Linked DNA regions of Mus musculus: region 1 is linked to region 2. A link is a contact called in public Hi-C data. All regions are on one chromosome and are shown on one strand. Each heading gives the region's core, a stretch centred on a gene start, on an enhancer-like site or on the middle of the called end of the contact. The rest is flanking DNA. Distances are from core to core; before and after follow the strand shown. Region 1 overlaps She (src homology 2 domain-containing transforming protein E). Region 2 holds the start of Fam189b (family with sequence similarity 189, member B).

Evidence for each region. Hi-C and Micro-C count contacts between places; a contact is called where the count stands out from the background.
Region 1: a Hi-C map of cortical neurons shows a contact between it and region 2, with 2.9 times the contacts expected there. The contact joins the enhancer-like site here to the promoter of Fam189b in region 2. A contact is called at or near these places in 1 of 39 promoter capture datasets (hippocampal neurons), 2 of 484 Hi-C or Micro-C datasets (both in cortical neurons) and 3 of 115 datasets of contacts at active chromatin or transcription factors (memory CD8 T cells, microglia and neural tube).

The regions. Positions count from the first base shown.
Region 1 is chr3:89,857,759-89,860,458 of GRCm38.p6, forward strand. She (src homology 2 domain-containing transforming protein E) reads left to right here. Exons shown (of 6, transcript NM_172530.3): 6 at 1-1,088. Among named protein-coding and RNA genes, the nearest start is that of Gm46811, 13 kb to the right of the region's middle. Within about 2 kb of position 1,368, at least 45 of the 459 cell types and tissues checked have an H3K27ac peak or open chromatin away from gene starts, as enhancers often do. A contact at or near this core is called in cortical neurons and hippocampal neurons, where this site is marked.
Region 2 is chr3:89,181,867-89,184,566 of GRCm38.p6, forward strand. Fam189b (family with sequence similarity 189, member B) reads left to right here and starts at 1,277. Exons shown (of 12, transcript NM_001014995.2): 1 at 1,277-2,082; 2 at 2,286-2,342; 3 at 2,547-2,657. The coding sequence starts at 1,858. Gm45927 (predicted gene, 45927) reads left to right here. Exons shown (of 19, transcript NM_001310017.1): 18 at 60-177; 19 at 433-904. The coding sequence ends at 579. It overlaps Scamp3 (secretory carrier membrane protein 3), which reads left to right. Exons shown (of 9, transcript NM_011886.3): 8 at 60-177; 9 at 433-904. The coding sequence ends at 579. Gm16069 (a long non-coding RNA gene) reads right to left here and starts at 2,561. Exons shown (of 3, transcript XR_003954659.1): 1 at 2,151-2,561; 2 at 42-1,111.

The sequences.
Region 1 (2,700 bases), core at 118-2,617, 680 kb after region 2:
GAACAGCCTGTATTGTTGGCCGTTTAGAGTCTGCGTCTGTGGTGCTGGAGTTCAGTCACTGGTCTCTGCCACAGGAAGGGGAGCTGGGCAGAGAACCAGTAGGGAAAGCTGGCTCTTCTCAACACAGGTCCTACCTTAATAGTCCTTGTTTGGTGTTTAGATTATTTACCAGTGTTGCCCCTGTTGGATAGGTCTTAATGTTTAATTCAAGAACAACTGTAAGTCATTCTTTGCTTACTAGATGAGTCTGTTAACATTTTCGTTAGGAGCTAATGACTTATTTTTCCTGGCCTCAGTCAAGAAGCCAGTGCATCTAGATTCATGCCCCCTGTACATGCTTCTGAAACTTAGGATTTCATTGCTCCCTTCCTGGGACCAGACAGCCATTGGTCGTCTTTCTGTCTTCTGTAGCCAGCACCCATTTAACCGTAAACTCCCTTGGGATCAATCTTTTGTCTTCTCTTTGCCACCTACATCCCACTAACTTGGCCTTGAAGAAACTTGACCTGTAAGAGCCTTCCCTGTAATTTAGCTTCCCGGCTTCATGGACCCTATGCAATGAAAGATGGTGTTCTACTGCCATCTACTGGGACAAGAAAAAAACTGCAGTTGAGAAACAAGGGTGCATTTAGGGTAGTTTGTCTCAAGGATTTTTGATACAGTCCATAAATCAAAATAAACGATGACACAGCAGTTGCCATCTTGAAATGTGCCCTTTACTGTAGAAAGGGTGTTTTGACTCCTAGTCTTCCCCTGGACCTAGGCTGGGTCATGTTGTTCACAATTTTAATTCTATTTTTGAAGACTGCTCTGTCAACAGATCATTGAGGCAGGAATCATTCTGTTAAGCTCTTAGCTGTTCCAAATGCTGTCAGGAGGATTTTACATTTAAAATATCAACTGATACGTCATTTTAACTTTTTAAAATATTTAAAAGGTTGTAATGCAGGTGCCTTGGCAATTGTTATTATAATGGAATCTTATAAATTGTTGGCTCTCTTCACCGGTCAGCGTAGCTGTGTGCCTTCCGGAAGATGGTTTACCCTGAAGTGTTACTTTCAATAAATGCTTTGCCAGGAAAACAGTCATTTGCTTTGTTCAGTTAGTTGCTGTTTTGGTTGGTTGGTTGGTCGGTCCATCAGTCTGTCCGTCGGTCGTGGGTCTGTCTGCTGGTTTTGTTGTGTTGTGGAGCTGGGTTGCATGTGCCAGGGTTTTGCCACTGAGCTGTACCCCGCTCAGTGAATTGGTCCCATTCATCCTGACAATCGCCTCCCTTCATGAAAAGTACTTCCTGTGCAGACACCTACTGGAGTGTTCTGTGAAACTGCTGATGCCAGAGTGTTCCAACGCAACGAACAGCCAGCAGCTGAGCCTCCCCCTCACTTCTCCCTCTACAGCCCTGCCACTCTGTATCCCTGGAGAATACAGAGCAGTGTGGTTCTCCTCTGTGGCTTAGTCTTCCCCAGCATGTCCTTTGTTCTCCTCCTTTGAGCATCACAATTAGATTCATGTGAATGGGTGTGAGAGAGTGTATGTGTGTGTGTGTATGTGTGTATTAGTGTATATGTGTAGGTGTGTGTGTATGTGTATGTGTCTGTATGTGTCTGTGTGTGTGTGTTTGTGAGTATGAGTGTGTGTTTTTGTATGTATGTGTGTATGTGTGTGTGAGTGTCTGTGTGTGTGTATATGTGTGTATGTGTGTCTATGTGTGAGTGTATGTATGTGTATGTATATATGTGAGTTTGTATATATGTGTATTAATGTGTATATATGTGGGTGAGTGTGTGAATATATGTTTATGTGTGTGTGCCTGTGTGTATATGTATGTGTCTGTGAGTATATGTATGTATGATTGTGTATGTATGTTTCTGTGTGTGTGAATGTATGTATGTGTATGAATTTTACTTATATAACTGTTGTCCTGGAACTTGCTTTTAGACCAGGCTGGCCATGAACTCAGAGTTACCCCCGTCTCTGCCTCTCCACAGTTGGGGTTAAAGTGCCTCCAGCACTCCCGGCTTTTTTTCCAATTTTTAGTGATGTGAAGAGGGGTGGTTGGTATGTGCACCTTTCTGCAGAGACCAGAGGCATCCAGTCCCTTGGAGCAAGGGCTACAAGCAGTAGTTAGCACATGGACGTGTATGTGCCCTTAACTGGTGAGCCTCTCTCCAGCCCTGGTTATTTTTATTTGTGTGGATGTGTGCAGTGTCTGCAGATGAAGGAGAGGGTTCTGGATCCCCAGATGTGGTACTGGGAGTGGAGTTGGTCCTCTTCACCACTGAGCCATCTAGCATCTGGTCTTACTGAGCATAGCTACGATTTGCCACCAGGTGCTGTAAGTACCTATCAGTTTTCTGAATTCGTGTGTAAGGAAAGAGGATGTTTACATGCAGCAATGCTCCTTCTGCCCCATCTGGGGAGTCAGAGTAATGCTTTTTTAGAATTCAGACTGAACATATTTGTAAGAGCCCAGGTTCAGGTCCTGAGTGTTGGATTCCTGCACTGTGAAGGGGCGAAGGTGTAAGGAGCCTCCTTTTTCAAATAAGGATCTCAATGCTCAGCTGATCAATGTGTCCTGGGTTAGTCACATGGGAAGCAACGGGCAGACCAGGTCTGCCTCAAATCCAGGTGTTTGCTTGTCAGTGTTGGTGTTGAGACAGGGTGGTGGTGGTGTTTATTTGGTTTTTGTTTTTTAATGTA
Region 2 (2,700 bases), core at 27-2,526:
CTCCGGGTGAGCAGAGCCCCGGCAGAGTGGTCGGTCCTCACCCGTGCATCTTCCCACAGCGGCTGGGTGACTGCTCTGGTGGTGGTGGGATCCAAACCTGCCGTGGCGGTGCTCATGCTGCTCGTCGCCCTGCTCTTCACCGGCATCGCAGTGCTGGGAATCGTGATGCTGAAGCGGGTGAGGGCCGGTCGGGAGAAGGTGGGGCTGGGGAGTGAGATCATTGGGTCCCTAGGGGCTGCTGAGTGGAACATTAAGGAAATGGGGCAGGGCGGGTGGGTTATCAACTAATGGACTTTCTTGGGTGGGTGAGTTTGTGTGTTTGGAGGGAGTGCCAACGCAGAAGGAACGGTACAAAGCAGGAGACTAGTGAGTGGTGCCATCCTCCTGGGATGGGAGGGGCCTGCCTCCCTTATAATCTCTTCCCTCTTGCAGATCCACTCCCTGTACCGCCAAACGGGTGCCAGCTTTCAGAAGGCCCAGCAAGAATTTGCTGCTGGTGTCTTCTCCAACCCTGCGGTTCGAACTGCTGCTGCCAATGCAGCTGCCGGAGCTGCTGAAAATGCCTTCAGGGCCCCTTGACCCCTGCTGCACCCGCTGGGATGCCCTGGGCCTGTCACCTGTGGGAACCAAGATAGTCCCTATCCCTGAAGTCTCTGGGATTCAGGGAGCCATCACCACTTGGTGACTTCTATGGGGCTCTTCATTCCACAGCCATGACTTTAATCCTGACTTGAGGTGTGGAGAGCCCGCTGTGACTCAGTCATTATTTGCCTTTTATCTCCCATCTGGCCACACTGCTGCCGCCACCTCTCACACAACCCCAACCCCAGTTTCCTTCTGCTGTGCCAAGGATGTCTTCTTCCGTTATTTAAATTAAAGAAAAAAAAGTGTAACTGGAACTCACCCATTTCCTGTATCTTTACTGGAGATTGGGCCATTGTATGGAGTGGGGAACTGGGGTGGAAACACTCTGCAAGGAGAGGGTTGCACTTGGCAAAGTGGGCAGGCTGATAGGCGGGAGATGGGGGAGCCCCAGCTCGGTTTACCATGCCTCTGTTAATGATGAATGAGCAGTCAGTCCCTTTTGGTGTGAACACCTCATCCCGGGAACCTGTGGGGCAGAAAATGGACCCAGAAATGATCCTTAACTGCTCAGGCTTCAGGGCGAGGCTAGGGATGGAGGAGGGCCTCTCCCTATCTCCTCCCTTCCCCAGGGTTGCTTTCAGACTACAGCTCCCGGGATGCATTGCACCACCCACCACACCCCTCCTCCGCACCACGCACCATCCACCATCCCCCACCTCCACAGGCTGACCTGCTGCAGCTGGAGGAGCTAAGGAAGCCGAGCATGGTGGGGAGGGGAGCGGGTCTGCGACTCTGGAGACAGTTTCCACGGCCTCTCCCCACCAGGCGGCCCTGAATGGCCAAACGCACCTCTAGTTCCTGCATGCAGACCTTCCCCCTCTCTGTAGACTTGTTTGCATCCCTCTCGCTTTTGCCCTCCCCACCCTTGCCTGGGTTCCGGAACGCTACTCTTCAGTCTGGGATCAGCCCTTCTCGGCACCCCTCTTCATTAAGGAAATGCAATGAACCGGTGCCCTCGCGTCCTCATCGCCTCCCCGGGCACGGTACCCGTTTGGTGGTGGGGAGGGAGCCCCTCACTGTCCCTTCGTGACGCCCCTCCTTTGGGCCTCCTTCCAGCTGGCGTCCCTGGGCGATGCCCCAGAGGACCTAGCCAGGAGGTGGGCTTTACAGCGAGGGCTGTGGAAAGGATAAAGAACCAGGGCTTGGGTGCTTCTGAGATGCTCACAAGTATCAAGGGGGACCGAGCGAGGTGCGAGCAACTGGGCGGCAGGCATGATGCCCTCGCCCAGTGACTCCAGTCGCTCGCTGACCAGCCGGCCCAGTACCCGGGGCCTTACCCACCTCCGCCTCCACCGACCCTGGCTCCAGGCCCTGCTCACGTTGGGGCTGGCCCAGGTGCTCTTGGGCATCCTGGTGATAACCTTCAGCATGGTGGCCTCCTCTGTCACCACCACCGAGAGCATCAAGAGGTCCTGCCCATCTTGGGCTGGGTTCTCGGTGAGTGGGGTCCAAAGAGTATATAGTACTGGGGTGGGGGAAGCTTCTTAGGCCCCATCCCTCCTCACCTGCAAGCCCACATGGTTGTCTTTCCTTCTTCTCCCAGTCCTCTCCCTCCTTGCAGGGCTGGGTGCATCCTGTGGCAAGGGGCTCACTTAGGTGCTTCCCCTGCCAAGCTGAGCCTGTGCCCACTCTGTCCCTAGCTGGCGTTCTCCGGGTTGGTTGGCATTGTGTCCTGGAAGCGGCCATTCACTCTAGTGGTAGGTGCCAAGGCCCGATGCCCACTAGGAAGCAGGTGCCCAGCAGCGAAGGGGATTTACCCCCCCCCCCCCCGTTATGCCTCCCAGGAGCTTTCCAGTTGGTATAAGGCTAGCAGAAGCTGTCTGAGAAGAGGGTGGCTCATTCTGTGGAAGAGGGATGCTGCTGAAGGTCCCAGCCCTGAGATGCCACCTTCTTTCCCTCAGATCTCTTTCTTCTCCTTGCTTTCGGTGCTCTGTGTCATGCTTAGCATGGCTGGCTCTGTTCTCTCCTGTAAGAATGCTCAGCTGGCTCGGGACTTCCGAGAGTGCTCCATGGTGAGATTTGAGGAGGGAAACCTGGAAGGAAGGGGTTAGGAGA